Regions from separate parts of the Mus musculus genome. Here region 1 is linked to region 2. A link is a contact called in public capture Hi-C data. All regions are on one chromosome and are shown on one strand. The core of a region is the stretch at or near the end of the contact, and the rest is flanking DNA. Distances in the headings are between cores, read along the strand shown.

Evidence for each region. Capture Hi-C pulls out chosen DNA fragments and counts their contacts.
Region 1: a contact with region 2 is called in a capture Hi-C map of embryonic stem cells, with 3 times the contacts expected there. The contact joins two enhancer-like sites. A contact is called at or near these places in 2 of 39 promoter capture datasets (hippocampal neurons and liver), 5 of 115 datasets of contacts at active chromatin or transcription factors (all in embryonic stem cells) and 1 of 9 other capture datasets (embryonic stem cells).

What each region holds. Positions count from the first base shown.
Region 1 is chr7:14,111,150-14,115,956 of GRCm38.p6, reverse strand. Sult2a3 (sulfotransferase family 2A, dehydroepiandrosterone (DHEA)-preferring, member 3) reads left to right here. Exons shown (of 6, transcript NM_001101586.3): 3 at 4,370-4,496. Among named protein-coding and RNA genes, the nearest start is that of Sult2a3, 9.5 kb to the left of the region's middle. Within about 2 kb of position 1,321, at least 7 of the 459 cell types and tissues checked have an H3K27ac peak or open chromatin away from gene starts, as enhancers often do. A contact at or near this core is called in embryonic stem cells, where this site is marked.
Region 2 is chr7:13,294,374-13,299,344 of GRCm38.p6, reverse strand. It overlaps Lig1 (ligase I, DNA, ATP-dependent), which reads right to left. Exons shown (of 29, transcript NM_010715.3): 12 at 3,791-3,963; 13 at 2,951-3,117; 14 at 2,549-2,625; 15 at 517-608; 16 at 206-305. Among named protein-coding and RNA genes, the nearest start is that of Lig1, 18 kb to the right of the region's middle. Within about 2 kb of position 1,579, at least 15 of the 459 cell types and tissues checked have an H3K27ac peak or open chromatin away from gene starts, as enhancers often do. A contact at or near this core is called in embryonic stem cells, where this site is marked.

The DNA of each region.
Region 1 (4,807 bases), core at 72-2,571, 820 kb before region 2:
AAAGACTCCAAACAGGAGTTACCAATTTAAAACTTACTTTCTAGTAACCAGTGTTACACCTTTTTGTTCATACCCAATAACTTATAAGCTAATACTCTTGTGATGAAGACACGCAGAGTATATTACATTTCTAAGACCAGTAAAATAAATAAATAAATAAATGAAGCGGCTACCTGAGTCTAATAAATTTAGATCAATCAAAGAATTTCAAACTTTCTAGCTATAATTATAAGACAAAAAGCACCTTGTCATTAGCTAAACACTATAATCATGATTGCAGAGAATTTTCTTAGGAAGGAACAACTACCAGCCTATTTGCTTTAAAACTGAGAGGTTGCAAACTCCCTTTCTTTGAGAGCAGCTTTTCCATCAGTGGCTCCCCTGCTGTGCCTGATCCTGGCTAAAGCCTGTGGCCAGTCTCTTGCTGAAGCAGCAGATAAAGTTTTAGCCATCTTTATTTTCCAACATGAAACACAGAACATTCAGTCATTCAGACAACTAGACATGAACTCACATGGATTGAACACATGAACGGTCACGTGCACCAGACATTAGACTAGACGTTAGACAACACAAAGAGAGCAGAGAACTTCTGCTGTAAGTGCCAGAGAGAAAAAGGCAGGGCGTCCCCCGAATTTTTCTCTGCTTCTGGGAGAGTTTCACAATACATTTTCCTCTATATCATTTTATTATTGCAGACCCTGTTTCTGCTGCCTGATGCAGCTTCTGACTGTGGACATCTGCCTGATTATTTAATTTAAACCCTTTTTCCTCTCGCCTAACGCAGTTTTAGAAAACTGCGGACAATCGCCTGATCAGTTCCTAGTTCTGATAATTCGCTGCTGACCTAAGTGAATCCAGTGCTGGGTGATCTCTGATTCAAGCTTAGCCTGTATCTTTCTGCACCTCCAGCAACACTTTACCCGTTGCTCACCATACACCCGATACAATTCTTTTCTTTTAATTCCCATGGAGCTCCATACCAAGCAGCGTTCCTTCAGCGTTTTTCTGCCATTCCTCGGGCCCCACATTCTGTTGGACACCAAACTGTTGGAAGTTGGCCTGCGGCTGACAAGAAAAGGGGTACACCTGGGAGGCAAGCCGGGGCTGAAAAGAGAGGGGAAACTAGGCAGTCAAGAGAAAGAATGGAGTTAAGTCAAGTTTCGGGGATGGGGGGGGGGGGGTGGAGGCCCATTCCCGCCAATTCATCCTTGGAGCCTGGAAGCAGCTGCAGGTGATAACTTGCAGGATAGGGTGTAGTCTCCAGAATAGCTCAGGGGCCTTTCAGCAGGAGGAACAGTGGCAGTGGCTGGACAATAGAGTGGTCAGGGAGGAAGGCTCCACCCTAGATAATCTCCTTAGTGGCAGCAAGGTCAAGGTTTGGCTTAGCCTGCTTCAGGCTGGGGGAGGTTACATGTGTGTGTTTTATCTGGATTTGGAAATTTTTGACTAGGGAAACTGAAGCTTAAAGAGATGAATTCTATATTTGGCAGGTTCTGGCATAGCCTCTCAGGAAACTACTCTATCCAGCTCCTGCCAGCATGTACTTCTTGGCATCAACAATAGTGTCTTGGTTTGGTTACTGAATATGGGATGGATCCCCAGATGGAGCATTATCTGTATTGTCTTTCTTTCAGTCTCTGCTCCACACTTTGTCTCTATGTTTCCTCCCATGATTTTTTTGTTTTCTCTTCTAAGAAGGATGGCAGTATCAACACTTTCGTCGTTCTTCTTCTAGAGCTTCATTTGGTCTGTGAATTGTATTTTGGTTATTCTGAGCTACTGGGCTAATATCCACTTATCAGGGAATGCATACCATTTGTATAGTTTTGTGATTGAGTTACCTCACTCAAGATGATATTTTCTATTTCTATCTATTTTCCTATGAATTTCAAGAAGTCATTGTTTTTTTTATAGATGAGTACTATGCCATCATGTAAATGCACCACCCTTTCTGTATCCTTTCCTCTGTTGAAGGACATCTGATTTGTTTCAAAATTCTGTCTCTTACAAATACAGCTACTATGAACATAGTGGACAATGTATCCTTGTTATATGTTGTAGCATCTTTTGGGTATAAGCTCAGGAGTGCTATAACTGGGTCCTCATGTAATACTACGTCCAGTTTCCTTAGAAACCACCAGACTGATTTCCAGAGTGGTTGTACAAGCTTGCAATCCCACCTGCAATGGAGAAGTGTTCCTTTTTTCCAGATCCTCACCAGAATCTCTGTCACCTGAGTTATTGATCTTAGCCATTCTGACTGGTGTGAGGTGGAATCTCAGTTTCATTTTCATTTTCATTTCCCTGATGACTGAGTATGTTGAACACTTTTTTTAGGTGCTTCTAGGCCACTCCATATTTCTCAGTCGAAAATTCTTTGTTTAGTTCTGTACCCCATTTGTAATAAGGTTATTTGTTACTATGGAGCCTAACTTTTTGAGTTCTTTGTATATATTGGACATTAGCTCTCTATCACATTTAGATCTTTCCCCAGTCTGTTGGTTGCCATTTTGTCCTAATGACCGTGTTCTTTGACTTACAAAACTTTACAGTTTTATGAGGTCCCATTTGTCAATTCTTTATCTTAGAGCATAAGCCATTTGTGTTCTGTTCAGGAACTTTTTTCTTGTGCCCATGTATTTGAGATTCTTCCCCACTTTCTCTTCTATAAGTTTCAATGTATATGGTTTTATGTGGAAGTTCTTGATATACTTGGAGTTAAGCTGTGTAAAAGGGGATAAGAATTGATTGATAGCCACTCTTCCACATTATGACAGCCAATTCAACCAGCATCATTTGTTCAACATGCTGTCTTTTTCCCAATGGATGATTTTAGAAGCTTTGCAAAAGATCAACTGAATATAGGAGTGTGGGTCCAATTTTGTGTTTACAATTCTATTCCATTAATCTACCAGCATTTCATTGTACCAATAGCATACAGTTGGGTTTGTTGTTGTTGTTTTGTTTTTAATCATTATTGCTCTATAATACAACTAGAGATCAGGAATGGTAATTCCCCCAGAAGTTCTTTTATTGTTGAGAATAATTTTTGCTATCCTTGGGAAGTAGGAGTGGATGGTTGGGTCAGGAAACACCTTTGCTGAATCAGTGGGAAGGAGATTGGATTGGAAGTTTCTAGGAAGAAAGTGGGAAGCTGTAAAAGGTGATAACATTTGAACTGTAAATAAAAAATATCCAACAAAAATACTTAAAATTTCTAAGAGGACTTAGATAGATGGCTCAGCTGTTAAGAGTACTGGCTGCTCTTGCAAAGGACCTAGGTTCAGTTCCCAACACCCACATGGTGTCTCACAACTGTCTGCAACTCTAGTCCCAGGGCATCCAACCCCCTTTTTCTTAATGTCTGTGGGTTTCAGTCCACATATGGTGTGCAAAAATGAATGCGTGAACTCAGACGTGCATAAATCAATATTTTTGAAGTTAAAAAAGATGAGATCTATAATAATTGGTTCAAATTATGAAGTTCCTTTTATTAAAAATGATTATTTATGGGCTGAAGTGGTGGCTCCATGGTTAAGAGCAATAACTGTTTTCCAGAGGTACTGAGTTCAATTCCCAGCAACAACATGGAGGCTCATGACCATTTGTAGTGGGATCCAATGCTTTTTGGTATATCTGAATACAGTGACAGTGTACTCCGTATATAAAATAAATAAATCTTTTTAAAAGAAATTATTTCTTTTAATTTGTTTCTTTTATGTTTTGAAATTATTATAATAAAATATAATTATGTACATCATTTCTCCCTCCCTTTTTCTCCCTCTGAAAACATTACTATATCCCCTTTTACTGTCTTTCTAATTTATGGTTTCTTTTTTCATTAATTCATGCTACATATAGATACATATACATATGAATATACATATATATTCCTATGTTCATGTATTCCTATATGGATATATATTTGCATGTTTCTAATGTATACAATATATATTCTTAAATAAATAAATAATCAATATATTCCTAAATAAATCTCTATATCCCAAAACACTTCAGTACATTCTTCTCAGTCACTACAGTATTACTTGTATGTATATTTTATAGGCTCAGCATTTGGTGTTGGATAACCAATTGTTATTGTAATCTTTAGAACTGTTGAATCAGTCTGTGTTTTTTTACACTATTAATGAACTAGTCATTTTGTTGTTCCAGTTTTACAAATCAAATAAAATTAGAAAATGGAAATTATGACTATAGATTTTTCACTTGTGTATATGTTTTCCCCACATAAAAATAACAAATGTTTTTAGAAACCATTAGATAATTGAATATTTCATGTAAATTATGACAGTTAAAAGGTGAGGAATAACTGTTGACTTTCATTTACATTTTTTGTCCCTTCAAGGCGATCTATCTCATCAGAAATCCCAGAGATATTCTTGTGTCTGGTTACTTTTTCTATGGTAACACAAACCTTGTGAAGAATCCAGGATCACTCAGAACTTATTTTGAATGGTTCCTCAAAGGAAATGGTGAGTATCCTGTGAAATATAGGAGGTGGGGGAAACTCAGAGACTTTTATTTCATTAATTAATTTATTAATTAATAAATTTATTTATTCATGTTATATATTATAAATTTATCTATTCATATTATATCACAATATACAGCACCACTCTCCTCTTAATGACCCCTACTCACAGCTCCTATTCCCATCCTCTGCTCCTCTGAGAAGGGATAGGTGCTCCTAGGGTACCTCCCTACCATGACACATCAATTTTCCCCAGGACTTGGTGTGTCTTCTCCCAGTGAGACAAGACAAGAGGAATGGGATCCACAGACA
Region 2 (4,971 bases), core at 330-2,829:
ACCAGCCTCTTCTCTGGGTACCTTAGGGCTTTGGCTGGAACTCTGGGCATCTTGTGCCTGCAGTCCTCACATGCTATCTCTGCCTCTCACCGCTCATAACCAAGCATCATATCATCCTGGTCTAGACCGTAATCCCTTGCTATTATGAGTCCCACGTCAGTCCCTCATGTGCTGGTCATTATTCTCCCCCAACCCTGCATCTCACCAGAAGGTCTGCTTCAAGATCATGCCTTGTTCTTCCAACCACATCTTTCTGGCCTCTGCTGTCTTGCCCTTCCCAGCATCCACCACCGCCGTGGGAAATTCTATGAGAAGACCAACCAGCAGCTTAGTAATGAGCAAGACCCCTCAGTAATTCAAAGGTCCAGGGTCACAGAGGGTGATGTATGGCATGTGACAGGGCAAGGAATGAGGTAGGCTGCCCAAGTGCATTCTCAGAAGAGAATGTGGCAATAGATGGGAAAAAGAAACCCTGATAACACAGTGATGGGATAAAAATGGGCCGGAGCTACTCACCTTGGCCAGGGGGTGTGAGGCTCACAGCCTGGGCAAGAGCAGCCAGTACCGACTGCTCAGCTAGGCCAAGGCGCAGCCGCCCGCTTAGGGACCTGAGGATAGGACAGCAGCTGTGAGTTGACTGGCCACTCTCATCTTGCCCACCACAATTTGCCTGCTCCTGTCTCCCAGCCTCCACCTTTTGTGGAACCTCTTCAATATTTAGTCTACAAAGCCTCAAAGGGACCCAAGATGTCATATAATCCCTAAAAGATAAGGATATCAGGGCCAGACAGAGATGGCCATGACCGATGGCCACTGGGAAACAAAGCAGGAATTTCACAGCCAAGAGGGTATAGGCTTGAGGAGGGCAAGTCACAGGCAAAAGGTAAAACAGAACCCGACTCTGCTAGTGGGTGTAACAGTCAAAAATCTGACCCAGCCCAGGCTGGATCGCTACACTGCCTGCACCCCACCTCTATCAGCTGCTACATTCACTCCAGTAGCGACACGCGCGACAGGCCCCAAAAACCTGGGCGCTGTCCCGAGGCGAACCATGGCATCCTGTATAACGAATGCTCCAATGTCCTTGCTTTAGTTGGTAAATGGATCTGGGTGCTTTCCCTTAAGACTGCTTTATTATAAGTGCCTCTATTTGACACACAGCTAAGTTAGATTCCTCACCAGTCCTGGGCAGTCCTTGAGCCGACCAAGGGCTTTGAATTCAGTAAGAATGTTGCCTATTCAGTGACATTCAGAATTGCCTCTAGTATAGTAAGAGAGATAGTGAAAGAAATCAGACATTACTATCTACTACACAGAGTTAGAAATTTCAGGGCAAGCTACATCCATATGCAGGAATTTACCATTATCTAGGAAGTTTGTGATCTAAGGAGAAACCAAAGTAGATACTTACTGAGTTACACCCATACACAGGAATTTACAATGGCGTAGGGGGAAGGTGGACTATACAACAGACTAGAATAGGAACTAAGGCAAGGGCACAAAGCCCTAGCCCCTGACTTCTAAGATAAAGCTGACCTTGGGTGGGGCTGCTTTTGATCCCAGTGGTTAACTTTGAATTTTATTCCAGCTGGTTCCTGACAGTCCTTTGTGTTTGCATTCCTCTGTTTTGTGTAGGAGTCATAAAGGTACCTCACTGGTGTGTCATCTAACTTCCCTATTTTCTTCTGTATAAAAAGTTTGATGCTCTATTTGACACATTACATTCAGATCCACACTCCCGGTTTGTCCCCCATTCTCGCCCATCTGTCCGAGACCCTGATTCCCATGGATTGAGGGGGGCCAACTGGGCCCAGTCCATGGCAATCAGCTCCACTGTATTGAGGATAATAGATCTATCTCACATAGTGGCTGGGAGACTAGATGGGGAGACTAGGTACAGGGCAGAACACACTTCAAGAGAGATCAGTAACTTTCCACTGTCATGACAGCTTATACTGAATGCAGGCAGACATCAATAATCAACCACAAAATTTACCCTTGAACTCAAGGATCCTTCTCTAGGCAGCATCACCAATGGAGAATAGTTAGCCCATGACATGTATGGTTTGATATGAAATGCTCTCCACAGGCTCATACTTTGAATGCTCATCTACAGCTTGGTGATACTATTTGGGGAGGCTGTGAAAACTTCAAGAAATGGGGCCTACCCAATGGAAACAGGTCACTAGGTCACTATTTAAGAGGTTATACAGGTCTTGGTCCTGGTCTTACTCTGCTTCCTTATGTGCTGTGATGTGAGGAGCCTCCCCCACACACTCCTGTTGCCACAAACCCTACCATGCCTTCCCTACCAAGATGGACCCAAACTGTCCAAGTCATGAACTAAAATATTCCTTTCCTCCATCAAGTGGTCTAACCATAGTAATACAAAGGTAACTAAAATGGGCTTCCAATGCAAAGTCAGAACTGGGTCATGTTGTTATTTTTCTCATGAGAGGGCAGTCAGGGTGTGTGCAGTGTCTGCAACTGCCAAGTGCTCATAAGCTAGACCCATATGCCTCCCCACTGTCATGAGCCCCATGCTTACCTGGCAATGTACCTGGCTTCTGAGTGGCGGCAGGCAACAAAAAGGCCCTTGATAATGTCCATCTTCTTGGCCATGGACTAAACAAAGTAGAGAATAGGCAAGGAACCATCAGAGAACATTTTTCAGCTTTGGAAAATCTGCCACTGCCATGATCAACCACCACAACCTGTTGTAGTGTCTTAATCTGAGAGCAATGACAATGAGCCTCTCTCCCTTTGTCCAACAAGCATTAACAAGTGTCCTGACACCCAAGAGATGCTAGGTTCTCCAGAGAAGAACAAAAAGAGACACTGTAAATTGCACAAGCACAAACGAACACTAAGGTACACAGTCCCCACCACAGGCTTTGTTCTGGGTCTTGGGACATTTGGAGGTTGGGATAAGCCACCCTGCTCTACTTACAGCACTGCCAGTGAGCCGGGCAATGTCACAGAATTTGGTGAAGACTCCAGAAATAGTAAGTGGAGGTGGAGGCAGCATGAGTCTCTGAGTGCTGCGGCTGTTCTCGGCCACCAGCCCCACATCCCCCTTCTCAGCTACCTCAGCCCGGATGGACTCCAGCTGACGACCTTAATAGATGCAGCAGTGGGGAAGAAAGTAGAAGACGACACTGCAGTAACCTGTCTCTATTCATTGGCTGGATATTTCTCTAGCTATCTGGAATTAGGGGACTTCCCCCTTGTCTACAGATTGCTTCGTTGCTAGTAAATGCCTGCTCCCATTAGGTCAGTGTAAAAAGCCTAAGCAACGGTCAGTCTGAGAAAGACAAGGAGCTGTGTGAGCACAACCAGACTGGGAGTCATGTATAGATAGAACTAAAACCTATGGGGTGGGATGGGGCCAATGGAAGTGGAGAGGGCTGCCTGTTCAATCCTTAGTTGATCTCTAATAGTCCCTCTTGTTTATTGTGTTTCTATTGTTCTGCCTTTTAAAAAGTATGAGTTGTGCCTTGACCTTGCTTAAGTTTGAAATCAGAATCCTAATTTGGAACAATTAAGGTAAGAGCAGGAGGCTGGCAAGATGGACAAGCAAGTAGTCAAGATAACTCAATGGTTTTCATCACTCCTCCTCTCCATCCCACAGCTCTTATTCCAACACAGGCTGTGCCTCCCCACCCTGTAATGCCCAGACCTTGAAACTGTGGCCTTGTCAAGTACTCTTCCATTGGCCTCTTCCTCTACCTTTATCCCCGGTCCCAAGTTTTTCACAAACTTCAAGTGACCCCTCTCATTGGATCCCTACCTGTGGCCTGGGCAACGGCCTTGAGGAGGACACCATCACCAACACCCAGCTCTAGTCCCTGCTGAGGTGGCCCGAGGCGGTTGAGGCTGAGATAGAGAACAGGGAGCAAGTCTGGAGGGGACAGGGCCACCACGGAGCGCAGCAGGTTGCTCAATGTCTCCACCATCTTGAGCCTGGAAGAAAGGGCCAGGATATGTCCACCTATGTCAAGGTCAGTGAGGTGTTGCATCCCAGGAAGTTCGAAGGAAAAATGAAAAGAAGAGAAAGGAGAAGGATAAAGAGCCAAGGGAACAATGACAGCTTGTTTGTGGAAGGGTGACTGAAAAAATGACAATGAAGATGATGCTAATCACTGACAGAGAACAGCAGCCATGCACAGACACTTCCTCAAAAAGGCATTGGCTTTAACCCCTTTCCATCACTTTAACTGATGGATTCATGCCCACTCTGAGACAGGTGACATTATTGTCCCCACTTTACAGGTAAGAAAACAGGCACAGCAAGACTTGCCCAAGGTCAGGAAGCTAAGAAGCATCAGGCTGAGGGTCAGGCCAAGACTGTCCACTCTAGGACACTCAAGCCACTGAAAATGATGGCCATGTTTCCTGAAAATGCTGTTTGCCCAACTTACGTGGTCTAAGTAAAGAGCCATGTGAGCTGGGGATATAGTTCAGTTGATAGAATGCTTGCACAGCATATACAAATCCCCATATAAACTGGGGTGTGGAGACGACAGGCAATCTAGTACTCAAGAAGTAGAAGCAGAAAGAGCAGTGCAGGGCCAGCGTGAGCTACATGAGACTGTCTCAAAAAAAAAAAAAAAATGCAAAAAGGTTGCGTTTTTCTTAGAATAAGCCTAAAGAACAATTCTTTTAGAAAGGCAGGAGGAAAAAAGGGAAACACAGAATCACCTTATCACCCCGTGCAAAAAACCACAGGAATGGATGGCTGAAGCAGAAATAAAAATCAACTGCTGGATGCTGGGATGTACAGCCACCTTCCTCCCCAAACCCACGTCTGCTCAGCTCCAGAATGTGGCATATCTGGAAGCAGGGACTCTGTAGGTATGATTAAGGACGGAAAGAAAAGCATGCTAGACAAGGGTAAGCCCAAAACGCAGGGCCTCTCAGAAAAGGACACAGTGATGCATATTAGCCTCACATATTAGAAATGCCAAGGCT